2 separate regions of the Triticum aestivum genome follow, and region 2 is linked to region 1. The links are chromatin contacts, called in public Hi-C maps. All regions are on one chromosome and are shown on one strand. Each heading gives the region's core, a stretch centred on a gene start, on an enhancer-like site or on the middle of the called end of the contact. The rest is flanking DNA. Distances are from core to core; before and after follow the strand shown.

Region 1 (5,004 bases), core at 676-3,175:
TCGGCGGGACGGCCTCAGGCTGGCTGGCAGATTGCAGGGCGAAAGCGTCCGTGGAGGGAAACGTCGGTCGCTGTTTTTGAAAGCGGCAGCGCTGCGCTGCCTTTTTCGGAGCTAGCCGCCGGGAACGATGCCGAAAGTCCACACTGACGTGTGGGCCATGGTGAGTACTTGACCCCACGTGTCATGGCTATCCAAAACACCTGCCAATGAGCTGGTTTACTGGTCTTTTTAATTCGCAGCCGAAAAGACCCCTTTCCTCGGACGCTTCCGTGGACCAAGCCTATGGTTTGGATATGTTCCATGGTCACGGGCTACCAGCCAAACCCTACTTTTGGGCAAAGTTGCTATAGCCAAATGTGTACTTGTACTGACTTCCTTCGTTTTGAAATACAGTGTGTATTAGTAGATTTTATAGTGTCCTCTTTTGCGAGTAGATTCTATAATATCAAACCTCTTAAAAATTGATCAGGTTTATAGAATAATCAACCAATATCTACAGTATCAAATCAATACTGCTGGATTCACGTTCAACATTGTAGATATAAATAATTTTTTCTATAAACAATCAAAGTTTACGAAGCTTGACTTTTGAAAAAAAAAATGCCAACTATAATATGAAACCAATGGAGTAGTAAACTTATCTCTGCCTCCAATATTGTTACTTTCTCGACTCCTAGGTAAACGAATGCCAGACTACGGTCCTCATCTCAAATGTATATTTTTATATCTATTAGATGTTTACAATTTTTGTCCAATAAACTGTTTATATCAATACAATTTTTTGTTCAATTGTGCAATGCATGTAACACTTAAAGGAGCGCACACCAAACATAGCTTGCCGAGTGGTTTGGTTCAAGAAGCGGAGGCTGATGGCACTTATTTTCGGATGTTCGAGTCAATCACAGGCACGAGTGTAATAGAGCACCACGCGAACTTGCATTTTTTTTGCTAAAATGAACTTGCACAATGTATATGTGGTTAATACTTGTACTGACACGAGTGTTGAAGTTACTCTCTCATACACTTTTTTAACTCATCAACAAAGCTCTCTTGTTTGCTCTTCGCAAAAAAGCTCTCTTTCTAGCTGTATACTCATATTAATTGAACTTTGCCCAAAAATGAAATCAACATTGTTACACAGAAAATTATTCGGTAAAAAGATGTAGAATATTCAAACCAAGTCAAAACGGTATAACAAGGGTACGTGTGGCTAGCAACTTAACTCATGAATTTACTACTCTGCTTCAGTGTTACAAAAAAAGTTATTGTGCGTTGAAACTTAAAAGTGAAATTTTTTGATGAAATTTTCAGGAATTGTCAAAATTAGTTCTGGATCACAACAGAAGGTGTGTTGTATGCGATACTCTCTCTGTCCCATATTTTTTTAGGAACAATGTGAGAAAAATTATCCATAAATAATGGAAAGTATAATAGAAAAAAATGTATATCCATTATTGAAGCATCACAACACATCATCATCCCTACAAAGGGTAGACATGTTCAAGGCAACATAGCTGGCAAAATATGATCAAAGAAACATGCCCGATTATTATAAAAAATATAAAGGATAAAGTCTGAAAGTAAACAAAGCAAAGAAATAAGGAAAGAATCCGCTGCCAGTAATCAAAATCCCCATCCAGCTAACGGACGGCCAGGCCAGTCTCTCCGTGCACCGGGTCCATCCAGCCCCCCTCGCTCGATCGTCTCCCCTCCCCTGTCTCTCCTCCACCCATCAAACCAAACCCTCCCTCCGCCCACGCACCTAGGACAGGTAAAAACCCCGGACACGCCCATCCCGCCGTGAGCACCCCACGAGACCGAGTTGGAAAAGCCAGAGAGGAAAAGGAGACAGAGACGAGGAGGAGGGAGACAGAGAGAGGGACGGCGGCGGCCTCCACTTGCCCGGAAAGCGCCGCAGCGCCCCCGGGGATCGCGTGGCCCGCCGCCGCCGAGATCTAGGGTTGCGGCCGGCATGGCCAGCCCGCGGTCGCCCGCTGCCGGCGCCCTCGCCGGGGACGAGGCGATCTGGAGGAAGCTCCGCGAGGCGGGCTTCGACGAGGAGTCCATCAGGCGGCGCGACAAGGCGGCGCTCATCGCCTACATCTCGCGGCTCGAGACCGAGGTACCTCGCTCCCTCCCCTCCTCTCCCCCCGCCGCGTCGCGTTTCATGGGCCGGGCTCTGGTTCTGCCGTTCTTGGCATGCCGGGGCAGTCTTTCTGGGGCTTCTTTCGGAGCGGAGAGAAGGAGCGTTAGTTGGAAAGGATTAGCGAAGGCGCTGCCCTGCGTGGTTTCTTGGCCTCGTCAGGCCAACGGTGGCGGCGTTCTGTGCGCAGATTGGTGGGAAGACGGCTTCTTGGTTTCTGCTCGCAAGCCTCGTTTCTTGGTTCCTTTGGTACCGTGGTGCGTGAATGGGTTGCCTAGCGATGAAATGCGTCGTTTTGGCTCATTGCCCAGTATCTGTAGGGAGGAGTTGACTGTCGTAGGCATGTATTTTGCAGATTAGGTTTCTTTGTTGTTGACTTGGGATTGCGTAAATTTTACACTTCGTGGTTCTTCTTCCTTGGCACAACGCGTTTCAACTGCTGCAACTATTGTGTCCTTCGTATTGTTAAGTGCATTGTAATAGTATTTCCATAACGAGTTCGTTTGCAGTGAATGGTTCAACAGTGGTCCGCCTGTAGCTCGGTAATAGAATTAGATTCAACAGAAAGGCTGGAGGGCATTACGCTGATCACAATAGAACTGGCATTTGCATAAATCTTTTGTATTTTATTGGTCTCAGCATCGACCCGTGCAGATTTGGTGCAACTTTTCGGCAAACATTTTCTTAGTCTTACTCTTATAGAGAATCAAATCAGGTTATTTGGATTAATCAAAGGATGTACATTATACTTAGGTCTACCTTTGTCTCATAGACCTAACTGCAGCAACATTGTACCAAAGTTTCCTACGAACAGGATACTTTCATCCCCTGCATCTGTGTGGAGGCTGATGTTTTTTCAACTGTACAGGTTGCTAATCTGGTTGCTCAATATGTTCTAGGAAGTAGGAACCATTAAGTTAGATAATTTTATAATACACAAACCCCCCTCCTGATCCATGTCAAAAGGCTAATGTTCACTATATGCAGTAAGCTATCCTGTTTGGCAACCGTCACATACCTCTGACTCTCTCTCTTATCTCTTTATTTTGTGCACTTATTTGGCTGTAGGTTTATGATTACCAGCACAACCTCGGGCTAATGTTATTGGAGCGAAAGGAATTGGTATCCAAGCATGAACAACTCAAAGCTTCTATGGAGTCTGCTGAGATCATGCACAAGCGTGAACGAGCTTCCCAGCAATCTGCTCTAGCTGAAACAAGGAAGAGGGAAGAAAACCTGAAAAAGAATGTAGGCATTCAGAAGGAGTGTGTTGCTAATGTAAGATTGCTTTTCAATTAAGCTTGTAGAAGCCCAATTCTTTTTGTTCTGTAATAACCTGTCACAACTAAATGCTTGCACTGTCCATGGATTCGTCAAAGATGGACATTAAATTGAACATGGAAAAAACGAAGAATGTGAAACCTTGAGTTATCATCAACATCATGGTCTCCATTGATGATTATTTTACAACTATTCTTATGCCAACATTACACTTCTATGTTAAGTTTATGTTCCACTTCATATATCTGCTTAACCTGCCTCTGATTCCATGTTTTTCATGTAGCTTGAAAAAGCACTGCATGATATGCGTGCGGAAACAGCCGAAATAAAGGTTTCCTATGAAACCAAATCAGCTGAAGCACTTGAAATGATGGATACTGCTCAAAAGAAATTTGATGAGGCAGAAGAGAAGCTTCTTGCAGCAAAATCTTTGGAAGCAGAGTGCACTCGTGCTCGTAATGCTGCATTGAGAAGTTTACAAGACATGGAAGAACGTGAAGATCAGCTTAGAAGATACCGCCTTTCTAGTGATCATGAGTGAGTATTCAATATCTTGTGGAATTAAGCTGGCCTTTCTAACCAATATCAATGTAGTCTCTCAGTATATAAATTGGGGTGTATTATGTTCTAGTAAATTGTGATGTATGCTGTATGTCCATTTCTTGAATATGGTGGTCCTGTGGGCATCTCTCTTCTTTGCTATCTTAATCGAGTATGTCATTGCAGATACGAGGCCAAAGAAAAGGATATTAGCTTACAAAGGAAATCGTTGAATGATATGAAGAAAATGTTGCATGAAAAGGAGCAGGTGCTACTGAAAGAACAATCGCTTCTTAATCAGAGGGATGAAAATATCGTTGAGAGGTTAGCACGTGTAACTCAGTCGGAGAAAAAGTTAGAAGAGGACAAGGTGATTCTCGAAGCTGAACGGATGGCTCTAATGGAAGAGAAAAACAAGCTGGATCTTAAAATGGAGGCAGTAGCATCAAGGGAGGAAGTATGTGTTGTTTTTACTGATCGTTTTGTTAGCTGCTTTATTTATTGCTAAAATGGCGGAATTTTATATCACAACTGCTTTGCTCACAGGCTATAATTCAGAAGGAATCCTTGCTTGACAAACGGGAGAGTGAGCTGTTGATTTTGCAAGAAACAATTGCAAATAAAGAACGGGTAGGTTTCTCTAGTTTACATTATAGATGATGTATGCAAATGAGTTTATACCTCTTCTAAATCATCCTGACTCCCATTGCAGGTTGAGATTGAAAGGCTGAATCATGAACAAGAAATGGCCCTGGAGAGGAGAAAGCTTGAGTTTGAAACTGAGATGGAGAATAAGCGCTTGTCTTTTGAGGCAGAAACGGAGACGAAGAGGACATTGCTGGATCAAAGAGAAAGAGCTCTCAGTGAGCAAGAATTGGCATTTGCTCAAAGGGACCAAAATGTTGACCTTCGGCTTGCTGAACTAGCAAGCAAGGAAGAGGCCATAGCAAGGAGAACAGATGAGTTGAAAGACGAGGAAGGAAAGCTCCTCTCTCAAAGAGAAGTGTCATACATTGAGCTGCAAAAAGAAAGAGAGGAAG
Region 2 (5,004 bases), core at 896-3,395, 280 kb before region 1:
AAATACCACATATGCCAGGTAAAAGGGAAGAATTCTGGGACTGGCAAAATTAATGGTGAAAAAAGGAACATATCAAGCCAGAATATACAACCTTCCTCAACTGTCTAGTATCATTTAATTTAGACGTAAGCATCTTGACCTTCTTTGCTATATCATGTTTCTGCATAGCTGGCCTGGAAAAGGCCGTATCTGTCTTCCATTGAATTTTAGCAGCCTTATCGCCAGGATTCTTGACAGCGTCACCATTCAATTCAGCATCATCAGGAGGATAGTGTGTAAACAGATCTAGCAAAATCTGTCTTGCTTCTTCGGAAAATCCAAGTTTGCTAGGGCCTTCTTCTTTAACAGCCCCCTGCGTGTTTTTTGTTTTGTAAACAGAAAGGCATCGCCGTTCCCCATACCTATGGTTAATGAATAGATTTCAGAATAAACACCAGATAAGAAGTTGAACTGCAAATGTAGGTCAACATGAAGATTGATGAAGAGAAGATAGATCAAACATAGTTATCGATTAGCACTTCACCAAAAGAAGTCTGCAAAATGCATCCATTATAGTTAGGAACTAACTCACCCTTTACTCTTTGATATCATGCCCATCTTTTTACACATAGCATGGACTGCTGCCCGCTCTTGATTGGTAAGACTAGGTTCGAATGTGTGCACTGCAAATTAAAAATGTGTAGATTTTACTTCTCTGCTCAGAGTATAACACAAAAGAATACCATGCATGCTTCAATAAAGGACAATACAATAAAATAAACAGAAGATACCAGCAGTAGAGGTGGCAAATGATACAACAAGGAGATCCATAGCAGAGAATATGGGGGGGCGTGATAAAACTGAAATTAGGTCCAGAACATGAAAAGAACATCAAAACACATGGTGGTCATAACACCCATAGACCACTAAACTTGGCATGGACACCTTGGTGCAGCAATAATGTAGCGAGCAACGGCTCTACAGATGATTAAAAGAATATCCTGAAGACCACGTAAGCTTCTGCAACTACCTTATGAAAGCATAACCATGACTTGTATATTTACAACCAACTAATGTAAGAACCTGTCACCCAGTTAGGCAATTTTATGTTACCAGTCAAGTGGGCATACAGTTCTTCAACAATAATCTGGAATGTTTCTCAAAAGAGAAGAAAAATGGGATACTGCAAATCAACCAGAAAACACTACCAGGTTCCTTTTTTAGTCGAATGATGTCATCGCATGACCTATGGAAGGCTATTTGGTAGAAAATAGACTAACTTATCCAGAAGGAAACTGTAAAACTGGTATTGTTACAAATAGCACATATGGTGGCGAGAAAGAAAACCGATTGAGCATTCACCTTCCTTATGACCGATTAACCACACTCAGGATAGGCATTGTCGCAGCATTAAACTCTAGATGATAAAAGTTTATCATACTTGTAACCACACTGGGGACCAGCAGTGCAGCTAGAAACACTGGTTACATTGGTCATCAAAAAGTATACCACAAAGCTAGCAAAATAAGTCGAAGCAACTGGTGCGCAACAAAGAAGGACGAGTACCCAAAATAACGGCTGCGGAATTAGATTGGCGATACTATGATAAGATGAGCAGCCCTCAATCCTAAGCTCGAAGGCTTGAAACCCTAGCTCCCACTGCCCACGGAGCGTGCCGTATCCGCAGCACAACGGAATCGCGCCAAAAACAACGAGAGAGCACGCTAGGCGCCTACGGAAACGGGAACACCCAATGTGATGGGAAGGCGAATGGCGCGAACCTTGGGCGTCGGAGGCGCGGAAGTCCTCGAGCACCGTGGTGATGCGCACCGTCGTCTCCTCGCTCATGGCGGCCAGGGCGGCCTTCGTGAGGGCGGCGGCGTTCGTCTTGGCCCCCTTGGGCCCCTTTCGCCCCATCCCGTCGTCGCGGAGCGGGGGCGGGGGCGGCGCGGCGGCGGCTGCGTTCGGGGCGGCGCGGCGGCCGGTTCGGGTCCCGCTCTGGAGGCTTCCCGCTGCGGTCGCTTTGCCCTTTGTGTGCTGATGCGGTGGACCGGGTGGAAACCTTCTAGGGCAACGTGGTGGCGGTGCGATCTGTGGGAGGAGCGGGCGGTGGTGCAGGGAGAGGTTTGGATGGACCGATATGCGGGCCATGCTTGTCGGTGAGAACCGGGCCGCGGTGGGTAGAGGTGTGAGGCGGGCCACGTGCCGGGTTGTTCAAAGGCTTTCAAGCAGCCATTGCTGCCAGGCCCCAACTGTGCTACGTTTTCATGGAAGCGGCGGAGATCTTTACAAAAAACTGCGTTGTCTCAAAAAAAAAAAAAATCAACTGCGAGAACAACATGAGAATATTCGCATGAACCTGTGCCGTGTGACCGACGAGTGAGTTGAACTTCCTCCGTTCGGTTTATATAATGAAATCCCCCTCCAATTTTAAGTCAATTTCAATCTAAAAATTGACTAATAAATTATGTGCTACTCCCTTTGTTTCAAAATTCAAGTTTGACCGAGTCTATGACAAAATTTATCAACATCTATAAACCGATTACTTCATTAGATTAGATTCATTATGAAATGAATTTTCATATTATAATATTTGATATTGCATATCTTGATGCGGATTTTTCTATATATTTGATCATCAACTTTAAAAGTTTGACTTAGAGATATCCTAGAATTTCAATTATTTTGGAAATAAATGGGTATATGCCACCAATGGTATAATTGTTGTGGCATATAACTCACATTTTGTTGGCAAAATATTATCAATTTTAGGCTCAAATTCCGAGAGGGCTAACAAATTTGGACGGAGGAAGTAAGAGCAACTCTAGCAGACCCCGCATTTTGCCGAACTGTAAACTGTGTTTGCAGGTCGCACGGGGGCGCTTATGCAGGCTGAAAAATGCGGCGGCAGAACAGAAATCGCAAACAAACCCGTAATATTTTAAAAAAAGTTGTTTCGCGCGAGAAATTTAAGCAGCAGCTCGCCGGAGCTCACTCTGCATAAATGGTTCTTCTTGGCATAAGTTCATACACTCCACATACATACATATTAAAGGTCAGAGATGCTAGGCAGGGCCTACGCTACTGTACCATTACAACAAAATTGAGCTCACCGGAGCTCCTGCGGTAGCTGCCCACCAGCGGCGATCAGTCGGAGTCGGAGGAGTCGGAGTCGAGGTCGATGTAGAGCTTCGCCTGCTCCGCCTTCATCACGCGCAGGTCAGCCTCGATGCGTGCGCCTGCGATGCCGTGACGCCCGTCTCGAAGAAGAGCCGCTCGTACTCGAGCTCGCGCCGGGTGCGCTCTTCCATCTCCTCCTACTCCCTCGCCGACCGCTCGAGGACGACGCGCTCGAGGAGCTCCTCCTGCCCCGGGGGAGGTAGTCCTCGGGCCCGATGACGCCTCGGCGCGGCGGCGCATCGGGCACGGCCTCCTCCGGCTCCCTCTTAGCCGCCTCCTCCGGCTCCTTCTTCACCGGAACGAGCCGCGAGCTCGATGCGCCCGCGGATGAGCACCCTGCGGACCAGTTGCCGGATGAGCTCCCCGCGGACCAGTTGCCAGAGGAGGCGTGGCGGCGACGGGCGAGCTCGAGATCGAAGTCCCCGAGCTCACGGCGGTCGAAGGCCAGCGGCGGCCGGGTACCGCGGTTGAGCCACCGACGCGCCCCCCGCTTGCGCGCGCCGTCAGATCTGCCGCGGCGGCGGCGCTCCGCCTCATCCCCGAGTTGTCCATGGCGGTCGAAGGCTCGCCGGCGGCGACAAATCAAGCGGCGCGGTGGGGAATTGGGGGCAAACGTGGCTGCAGGGGATAGGTTTCGACCCGCATTTGCCCCGCAAACCCGCAGTTATACTGGTTCGGGGGTAGCGTTTGCGGGCTGCGGCAAAAATGTTTACGGGCCGGACACCGATGCGGGCTCTGGTCTGACCAGAATAATGGGTCGAGCCCGTATAATCGCCGGAATTATGCGGGTTCACGCCGGATGCGGGATCTGCTAGAGTTGCTCTAAGAGATGAACAATGCAACAATACAGTGTGAGTTGATGCGACCATTACAGTGGACATCACCCGTGGCCGGTGACGAACCCTCTCCATCAAGGCACATACCAATAACGAGGACGTAATCGGCTTCGGCCCATTGTCGCCATTTGGACTTACGGGTTCCTTTTTGTCTCGGAGTCGATGTGTAAAGAAGGTTGGAATTTTCCCACCAAAAAAATAGGTTTGCAATTCGTACTTCTTTTTTTTTTTTTTGCAGAAGCTAGAAGTGGTAGTAACTCCATAAATATCCAATAACTATTCTATAATTGATGATCCAAATTTACCATTTTAGTGAAGGAGTGAAGATCCAGGAATTTCTTTTCATTTTATATCACCGATTGTGTAAAAATGGTTTAAGTGCATTTTATCACCTAGCTTCATCTCTATTCCAAATGAGAAAATGCACTACGAATAACTTCACGGTTTATCAATCAACAATCAAACATTTTCTATCACGCACCACACATTTGCGAATATATTTTTGAATTTCATAGTTTAACGCAGACGTCAATATGCTGTCATCAAACATACATGAAGAAACTACTGCACGCCGACCATGGAATGCCTACAAGTCCTCCACAAAACCATCTTTGAGTTGCTCATTGGAAGCAAGGTCTTCGATCTCTTGGCGCACTTGAACAAATCTTGCGGTCCAATCTCCATTCCTACAAACCGTCCTCCTTCCCATGCCCTCACACCCATGGACCACCGCTTGACCAAGCTTGTCCTCAGTGATCATGTTGTGCATGGTCGCACGTCTGCCATGCAGAATAGCAAACTGGTCTTTGCGACACCCCAAATGCACACCCCACATCTTTCTTATTACCTCACAAAATGACCTCTCTTTGTTACCTTGAGGGTGCAATATTGCCTTAAAACATGTGGCTCGTGCTGATCCCCCCTCCCCCATCTACTGGATAATATCCCATGTTGTAGTTGCAATAATTGGCTTCAAACTCTGCTAATGGTGGCTCTCCAAGGGCTAACC

The links. Hi-C and Micro-C count contacts between places; a contact is called where the count stands out from the background.
Region 2: a contact with region 1 is called in a Hi-C map of leaf, with 6 times the contacts expected there. The contact joins the promoter of LOC123079288 here to the promoter of LOC123079284 in region 1. A contact is called at or near these places in 2 of 5 Hi-C or Micro-C datasets (both in leaf).

What each region holds. Positions count from the first base shown.
Region 1 is chr3D:418,350,694-418,355,697 of IWGSC CS RefSeq v2.1, reverse strand. LOC123079284 (nuclear matrix constituent protein 1b) reads left to right here and starts at 1,925. Exons shown (of 8, transcript XM_044502021.1): 1 at 1,925-2,122; 2 at 3,212-3,421; 3 at 3,708-3,961; 4 at 4,151-4,421; 5 at 4,511-4,594; 6 at 4,677-5,004. The coding sequence starts at 1,973.
Region 2 is chr3D:418,631,245-418,636,248 of IWGSC CS RefSeq v2.1, reverse strand. LOC123079288 (DExH-box ATP-dependent RNA helicase DExH6) reads right to left here and starts at 2,145. Exons shown (of 15, transcript XM_044502025.1): 1 at 1,761-2,145; 2 at 572-662; 3 at 140-401. The coding sequence starts at 2,130.